2 separate regions of the Ovis aries genome follow, and region 2 is linked to region 1. Evidence: chromatin contacts called from public Hi-C data. All regions are on one chromosome and are shown on one strand. The core of a region is the stretch at or near the end of the contact, and the rest is flanking DNA. Distances in the headings are between cores, read along the strand shown.

The links. Hi-C and Micro-C count contacts between places; a contact is called where the count stands out from the background.
Region 2: a contact with region 1 is called in a Hi-C map of hypothalamus, with 5 times the contacts expected there. The contact joins the promoter of MARS2 here to the promoter of HSPD1 in region 1. A contact is called at or near these places in 2 of 16 Hi-C or Micro-C datasets (hypothalamus and liver).

Annotation. Positions count from the first base shown.
Region 1 is chr2:199,805,871-199,810,431 of ARS-UI_Ramb_v3.0, reverse strand. It overlaps HSPD1 (heat shock protein family D (Hsp60) member 1), which reads left to right and starts at 1,786. Exons shown (of 13, transcript XM_060410155.1): 1 at 1,786-2,071. The region is part of intron 2 of MOB4 (MOB family member 4, phocein); the gene reads right to left.
Region 2 is chr2:199,942,533-199,947,093 of ARS-UI_Ramb_v3.0, reverse strand. It overlaps MARS2 (methionyl-tRNA synthetase 2, mitochondrial), which reads right to left and starts at 1,907. Exons shown (of 2, transcript XM_060411245.1): 1 at 1-1,907. The coding sequence starts at 1,870. The coding sequence ends at 89.

The sequences.
Region 1 (4,561 bases), core at 537-3,036:
ATTTTCTATTACATTTTATTTAACAACTTTGATCTATGACTATGTGGAAAAAAGCAAAGGAGCTTTCTATATGTGACTTACTCATAACATAGCAAATAGATGTGTTAAAACACTGAGTTAAAATCTATGATTCTCTATCCTTTCAAAATTAGTAACTTTTGAATCAGTAAAAATGGATGATTCTTATGTGAGCACAAAAAATTCACTTCTAAATACAAAAATATAAAAGTTGATCATTTACAAGAATCAGAAATGTTTCCACAGAATGAGAATTAAAAGCATCTTAGAAAAGATCATTTATAAATAAAGAAATTTTTGAAACAGTAAAAAGCACAAATAATATACAAATTCCAAGTAGGATGACCATAAAACTGCCAATAAAACTGACACAATAAAACATGACTCTATAAAAACAAAAGGGTTTCCAACTGAACTCTCTAAAATTCAGTACTAGAAGCAATTTGTGAAAAAGAAAAGGTCACTAGTGTCTAATTAGCAGTCTAATTTCTGGGCTTCAGTTTCCTTATCTGTAACATAGATCTGGGAAGATGTCTGGATCTAAAAGTTCCCTTTGAAAGGACACCCTTTCCCAAATTCTGTGCAAGGCATTAAAAATCCATTCTCTGGCATAAGGTAGTAGCTCCACGGTTGCATCTGGTCCCTACCCTGAGCGCCACCCCACACATACACTTACCTCTTTTTCTTTAAAATCACATTATAACACCTCTTCTGATTTTGGAGCATGTACCCAATTGCAAACCATTTCACCTGGCAGGCTAATCAGATGAGGTCTAACTACCCTATTCGATTTTTTTTAGGAATGTGAAGAGCACTCCGTCTTTTGCAAATCCCAAGAATCAATACTGACACAAGGACCAACTCACTCCAAGTACCGCCCTACTAAAAGTTGATAAAATTATAATCAATTCCTTCCTTATGCTTCACACATAAAGAAATTCACAAGGAATGATATCTAACAAGTCCCAGCCTGATGATGAAAACTTGCTGGACCAGAGAACAGCTAGAGCGATAAGTGGCCAAAAGCAAACAGCAGAAGGAGGAGGATATCGACTCCCGGATCCGGCTAGACAAGCTGGATGTCAGAAGTCGGGCAGCTCACAAGCCAGATAGGAACTGGAAGGCAGGACGAGGTAGGCTGTTTACACCCCTCCCACCCTAGAAGCCCTCATAGAACCTCAGGGTCTCCACCTGGCCCGCGGCACCCCTCAGACACTGGTCACTGGAGATCAGGCAAAAGGCGAGAACAAGCAGTGGCTACTAACAAGCTTTCCAGCCCTGGTCTCGGCCGCCCCTATGCGCCCCTCACGCCCACCCTCCAGTCGGAGCTACGCAGGCCTCCCGGGCCGCCGGCGCCGCCGCCGCCTCCGCCAAACCGAAGGACTGAGGCTCCGGAAGAGCAGGCCGGGCACCAGTGCCCCCGCCAGTCCGTCGGTCGCCCCGGCCCATCCTCCTCTCAGAGGTATCCAGCTTCAAAGTGCGACTCTGCTCGGCACCAAGAGCCCCCTCCCCCTCCCCCAAAGGTGCAGATATAGTACCTGAGCCTTGGTACCCGGCCTGTTCCGCCTCAGCACAGCCGTCCCCTCCGCCATGACCATAGTGCCAGAGTCTGGGCGGCTGGAGTCGGTACCCGGATGTAGGGGACGGCTGCCTGCGCGGGGGGCGGGGCGGAGCGGCGTTCCTGGCTCGGGCGCGGGGGAGGGGCGACTGCTGACGGCACAGCCGTAGCCCGCGCGGGGCAGGGTGGGAGGAACTGGAGGAGTCCCTGAAAGGGCCAGCTGGCGGAGGGAGGGGGACAAGAAAAGGAACAGCCGACGACTCACTGACGACGAAGTGGAGGGAGGGAGAGACCCGGCTGCCAAGGACGAGAGTGAGTAGCAAAGAGAATTCCGCCGGCCAGCGCAGAGAGCCACCATCCCCAAGTGGGAATGTGCAAATTCGGCGTAGCGCGTTGTGCATCTCATTGGGCTTACGTTAGTTAACTGGAAGAACGGAGCTTGCACAATGACGACCGTTTCAGTTGTCGGTTGTGCAAACAAATACCTAGAGAAGCGTAAGTCTGTCCCGAAATCTGCCTAGATGTGCACAGTGAAAAAGAGGTCAGCAGTCTTGGAAAGTTACACAGACCCTGCATGAAATGGACCAATTTCAAATCAGACTCAGGCTTAGAGTGTAAAACGGTATTTCCGCCATCCGCTAAGTTTGTGTCGATTAGAGACCCAAATGCCAATTTTCTGACGGTAAAGGGGACATCAGGTATTGTGTGTTAAGCAGACAAGATTAGCTTGTATTTTTTTGCAAGTCAAAAGCAGGAGGAGAAAATGAATGCCCCTTCGTTGACGGTGGGTGTTGTACATCCCAGTATTTCAGTTTTTCTTTGTTGCAAGTTTTAAGTTTTCTCTTATGTCATGGAATCAGAGATGTATTGGCAAACTTTTTTTTGGTTCCTGCTTGGAAATCTTAAAATGTTTGATCTGGGATGAGAGAGGCCTTAGGTTATCAGATGCGAAGACGGTTAAATTAGTAAACAATGCATATAGTAGGGTAATTTTCAAGAGAGAAAAGCATCAGATATCCCATCCCATCAAGTACACCCAAAAGTGTATTAAGAATGCTGAGACATGTAACAGAGTCTCCAAAGATGAAAGCCAGGAGTGGATGAGAGGGTGGTTAAAATTAGTGCAAAGCTGAATAACTGTCATGGCTTGGAATTTCGTTCAGAAGCATTTAATATGGGAAGCCTGTTTGCCTTTAAAGATTTCTTCTTTCTAGAAGATGTAGAGACTGGTAACTTTTCAAGAGAAAGGACAACTCCATCACTAAGTGCAAAAAATTTATTCATCCAACAAGTGTTTATTAAGCCCCACTCTGTGGCACTGAGGTAAAAGTATAAAAAGGCCCCATCCTTAAGGATAAGTTGATTAGAGTCTAGCCATGGAGACAGCCGTGCAAGTCACCAGTTCTCTTAATAAATACAGTGAGAATCTAAGACAAGCAGCCCCTAAATGTTGCCACCCTAAGAGAGATATGGCTGGATCTGTAGAGAGCAGATTCTTAGGTCTGTGGACAATCTCACCTCCCTTACTCCAAGGATTCAGTTATAATTTCCCGGATTGTATGGTAATCCCCGAGCTGTAAATATCAGTTACCTATAGTTGAAGGGGCTCATCTTAAGTCCAGAGTTCAGTTCAGTCGCTCAGCGATGTCTGACTCCGCAACCCCATGAATTGCAGCATACCAGGCCTCCCTGTCCATCACCAACTCCTAGAGTTTACCCAAACTCATGTCCATCGAGTTGGTGGTGCCATCCAGCTATCTCATCCTCTGTCGTCCCCTTATCCTGCCCCCAATCCCTCCCAGCATCAGGGTCTTTTCCAATGAGTCAACTCTTCGCATCAGGTGGCCCAGAGTATTGGAGTTTCAGCTTCAGCATCAGTCCTTCCAATGAACACCCAGGACTGATCTCCTTTAGGAATGGACTGGTTGGATCTCCTTGCAGTCCAAGGGACTCTCAAGAGTCTTCTCCAACACCACAATTCAAAAGCATCAATTCTTCGGCCCTCAGCTTTCTTCACAGTCCAACTCACAGCCATACATGACCACTGGAAAAACCATAGCCTTGACTAGACAGACCTTTGCTGGCAATGTCTCTGCTTTTGAATATGCTATCTAGGTTGGTTATAACTTTCCTTCCAAGGAGTAAGCGTCTTTTAATTTCATGCCTGGTAGTAATACTTAAATACTGTTTCAACCCATCTGAAAAGAACAAAAGAAAAAGAGAATTAAGTAGGTGTTAAATTCAGGAACAAAATACATATTCTTCTCTTTGAAAAGTCTAATTATGCTACATTGTGATGTCAATTCTGGCCTTGTTTACAGGAAGAACCTTGGTCTTTATGGTTGAAATGTTTCTAACTTATAACCTTCACATTTTAATGTGACGTTTAATCTGTTAGTCTGCAGATTGGAGGTCTGCAGACCTCTAAACAACAATAATTCTACAACCACAATTAATTTAGGGAGTGGGGGGAAGAAGAAAAGAGCATGATCAGTAATAACAGTAACATGTAAAAATGGGTTACTTGAATATTTTTGTTAAAGAAGTAGTTTTTTTAAAGGCAAGATGAACAAATGAAAATAACTCTGGACTGAGATTCAAGAAGTCTAAATTCTCTTCCTTGTTGACTGTAAGACTTTGAACAGTTTATCAAATAAAAGGGTTTGTGTGGAGGGAGAGGGAATGAAACCAGTGCACAGCAGTTCTTTCCTTCTGCCTCATAAGAGTATGATCTTTTGGAGGCTTCCCTGGTGGTCCAGTGGTTAAGAATCCACCTTGCAATGCTGGGAACATGGGTTTGATCCATGGTCTCAGAAGATCTCACATGCCATGGAGCAACCAAGCCCGTGGAGCACAAATACTGAGCCTGTGCTCTAGAGCATATGGCTGAAACTGCTGAAGCTCACACACCCTAGAGCCTGTGCTTTGCAACAGGAGAAGCCACTGCAGTGAGAAGTTCGCAACTAGAAGCTCTCTGCAACTAGA
Region 2 (4,561 bases), core at 658-3,157, 140 kb before region 1:
AAAGCATTAATATAATTTCCCTGAAAATGCAAAAAATTAGAAAATAACAAATTTACTTTTTGACAACAAGCTAATAAGAACTGAGTTTCTAGGTCTTGTGGGCTTTTACGAGCCAGGACCTAGACTGGTCCAGTCTTGGAAACAAAACCCCAGTTTCAGGTCCCAGTCTCCTTCCTTCAAAAGGTGATGGATGTCCATAGAATCGAGACAAGAAATGGAGCTCTCCAAGGCTCCTCTCTGTGGAAGAAACCCCCAACCTAGACAGCAGCCTGTCAGCTAGGCTTGGGGTGACAGGCTGGAGCAGAGTTCCAAAGACTCGCAAACACTCCAAGGCCACATGAAGCACAGTACCCAGCCAGGGAGCATCCACCGGGCTCTCCCAGTTCAGCTTCCATGGCGCATGCCTTTGGACAAAGCCGTTAGTCTGCCGGACACAGCTGGACACTGCCTCCAGAGCCTTATAGATCTGAAAGTTATCGTAGTGGTCTGCTACCTGCTTGGGCAAAGTGGCCACTGCGCTCACTAGAGCATAGTCCTCTGCCTGAGCACGACCTGACGGCCCCACCAAGCCTGGCTCACTGGGAAAGCAAGTAGTGCAGAAAGCCGGATAGATCCCAGAAGGATTGATCCTGTTGGCAGTACATCGGTTCAGGAGACCTCCCAAAGCATCTGCCAGCTCAGAATCCAACAACTTAACCACCTTTTCATCATAGTAATCACAATCCCAGCTGGGGACACCCTGCCGAAGAAGAAAGTAGCGGAAGCCATCCACCGTATAGCGGTCAAGACAAGTCCTGGGATCCACCACGTTACCCAAGCTCTTGGACATCTTCTGACCACAGACTGTCCAGTGGGAATGGACATAGATGCGATGTGGTGGGCTCATGCCGGCCCCTAAGAGGAGGGCAGGCCAATAGATAGCATGGAATTTGAGAATGTCCTTGCCTATGATATGAGAGGTGTTCGGCCACCAAGATTTGAACTCAGCGTTTGGGTAGCCGATTACAGTAAGGTAGTTGACCAAGGCATCCAGCCATACGTAGATGGTCTGTGAATCGTCCCCGGGCACCGGAATGCCCCAGTGCAAGTGGCTACTCCTTCGAGAGACCGATAGGTCCGGCAGCTCCTCCTCCAACCACTGAAGGACTGTGTGATGGAATGGCTCCGGTGTTATGGCCTCAGGGTCGCCCCGCAGCCACTGCTGGAGCGGCTCCCGGAACTGGGAAAGCCTAAAAATGTAGTTTTCTTCCTTGGTCCAGGAGACCGGGTGTCCGCTCTCGAGAGATACAGGACACAAATCCCCCGACGGGCCGGGCTGCCTGGTAACCTTGGCTTCAGGCAGGAAGCACTCGTCGGAGGCGCAATACCAACCTTCATAGATGCCCTTGTAGAGAAGACCCCGAGCCTTCAGCATCCCCCAGAAGTGCTGCACAGCTACCCGGTGCCGGGCCTCGGTGGTGCGGATGAAGTCGGTGGAAGAGATGTCAGCCTCCCGGAAAAGCTGCTGGAACTGGGCAGAGACTCTGTCGCACAGCTCGGACGGAGCCAGGCCCGCGGCGGCGGCTGCCTGCTGAATCTTCAGGCCGTGCTCATCGGTACCCGTGGAGAATCCCGTGGCGGCGTCACTGGGAACTCGGAGGCGATGGTGTCGGCACAGGGCGTCCGCCAGTAGCGCGGAGTACAGGTGCCCGATGTGCGGCGCGGCATTCACGTAGAAAATGGGTGTGGTAAAGTAGGCGCGCGAGTCGCGGGTATCGTCGCGGACACTAAGAGGGCCCGAGCTGTAGTGGCGTAAGCTAAAGTCCTCCGAGAGCGAGACCCTACTCGCCCCCCTGCGTCCTAGCAGCCGGAAGGCAGAAACTCGCAGCATGACGCCCGCGGATCTCAAGCGGCGGAGGGGGCGTTCTGGAAGCACGTGTGAGGGGCGCATGCGCAGCCGGGCCGCACCGCCGCTTCCGGCCAGAAAGCCAATGAAGTCCGGCCCCGAGCTCCGGCCCTCCGCCGCCCCTCCCGCGCTCCTCCCTCCACGGGCCTCTGAGCAGATGTTGTGAATTGTGGGAGCGAGCGAGCATAGCTTAGAGGAGCTGAGTGTAGGAGAGGTTGTGAAAGCAGATAAGTTTGTATCTGTAATATGCTGCTTGTCCTGCTCTGGGATATAATTTTATATTTATGGATCTGTTTTTTGGTTTTTGTTTTTTGTTTTTTTCTCCAGGCTGAGTTGCTTGTGGGGAAGAATTTTATATTCAGGCATTCTTCAAACTCCTGTCAGTGACCAGTTAGTTGCAGGAGTATACCCTCTACATAGCCCGGTAGGAATCTAAAATATCATATACATTTTCCTCTCAGAACCTAGTGGATACAATAACTCCAGAAGGGAGGAGGGAGAAGGGAAGGAAGAAAAATAATGACCTAAATAAAGCACTTGAGGAAAGGGTAAGATCTGAAAAAGTAGCAGAAATATTTTCTTCAAATGCATTTTTTGTTGAATCCATGAAAGAGGTTAGCCTGTGATATGTCCAGTCTTTGCAGAGATTATTGAGATTCAGAAAGCTGGAATGCTTTCCCTGTGCACCTAAGGAGAAAAACAGTCCTCAGATTTATTTCTCAGGGTAGTTGCCAGTAGTATTCTTCTAAAATGATCCTGAGGTTCTCCTAGAGAAGTGTTTTTCATGTTTGCTTTTAGTAAGGGAATCCTAGCATTTTCAAAAAGGATGCCTCCAGAGCCCAGAACTGGATTCATATTAAACCTTGCTTCTTGACAAACTCTCATCTTTGGTCTATGACTGGCCATCTTTTTTCTCTCCCATTTAACTTAATGATTTAATAATAACATAACTTTATTATATTATTTTAATAAAGCAAATGTAATGCCTGTGAACCTACAATCCAATTTATAAACTGGAAGTGGTTTTCTCTGTGTGATTCCAGCAGAGCTGCATTAAAACAGCACCTGGAACCTTGTTAGAAATGCATATTCTTAGGCCCCACACTCACCTCCTGAATCAAAAAACCTGGGGGCTCCCAGCCATCTAGGTTTTAATGAGCTTTATAGGAATTCTGATGCACACTAAAATTTGAGACCCACTGAACTAGAAGATCATTGGCAATTTAGGTCTATGTACTCTTTTTCTCCTTGTATTCCTGTCTTCTTCCCAGAGGTAATCATTGTCCTGAATCTTGCATATATGTTACTATATATATAGTATGTCTAAGTCTATAGAGACAAAAGCCTTGAGAATCCCTTGCACTGCAAGGAGATCAAACCAATCAGTCCTAAAGGAAATCAACCCTGAATATTCATTGGAAGGACTGATGCTGAAGCTCAGTCCTGATGCCAAGAGTGGACTCATTGGAAAAGACCCTGATGCTGGCAAAGATTGAGGGCAGGAGAAGAGGGGGACAACAGAGGATGAGCTGGTTGGATGGCATCACTGACTCAATAGACATGAATTTGAGCAAACTTGGAAATAGTGAAGGACAAGGGAGCCTGGTGTTCTGCAGTTCATGGGGTCGCAGAGAGTTGGATAGGATTTAGAAAGTGCACAACAACAAAGCAACATATTGTTTAATTTTGCATGTATTAAACATTCTAAAAAATGATATCATGGGAATTCCCTGGTGGTCCAGTGATTCGGCCTTTTCACTGCATGGCCCAGGTTCAATCTCTAGTCTGGGAACTAAGATTGCAGAAGCCATGCTGGCACAGCCAAAAGAAAAAAAAGATATACTACCTGTAGTAGATTCATCCTTTTTGCCTGTAACTCTATAATTCATTTTGACTGCTGCACAGTAATTTATGAGTTGAGGTGTACAGTAAGTTGGATCTGATTTCTGTGGTGATAGAGAAAGTAGATGCTCTATAAGAGTTACAACAGATATACAAATAGCCTTTGGGTACTTAGTTGATATGCTGTTTGGTCAAGTAGTTTAAGAAAGGGCAAGAGAAGGATAGATAAAACTGGAAGGTATGTACAGTACCCTCCAAAACTAGGACAAAAATCCAGTATCTGAGAAATCAGATTCTCCAGAAATTTTTTCTCCATAATTCTTTCTTTTACCTTGTCCATGTAATCAATTCTTAAACATAAAAATATGCTATTTTCCCCTCATCTTAAAAAGAAAAAAATTCTCAATCTCCACTACTGCTCCATTTTTTTCCTTCCCTTTATAGCAGAACTCCTTAAAATAAATGGCTGGTAATACACATTTAAGTGGTTCAAGTTTTTTACTCTTAGAAACAGTACTGCTATTAACCTTCTCATCTATATATATCTCCTGGTTCTTACATGCTCAAGTTTCTCATGGGTGTATATCTAAGAGTGCTATTGCTCAATCATATAGGATGTAAAAGTTCAATTTCACAAGATAATGCTATTTTCTAGCATGATTAAACAAATTTAATTATTGATTTATTCCCATCAGTGCTGCTGCTGCTGCTGCTAAGTCGCTTCAGTCGTGTCCAACTCTGTGCGACCCCATAGACGGCAGCCCACCAGGCTCCCCCGTCTCTGGGATTCTCCAGGCAAGAACACTGGAATGGGTTGCCATTTCTTTTTCCAAT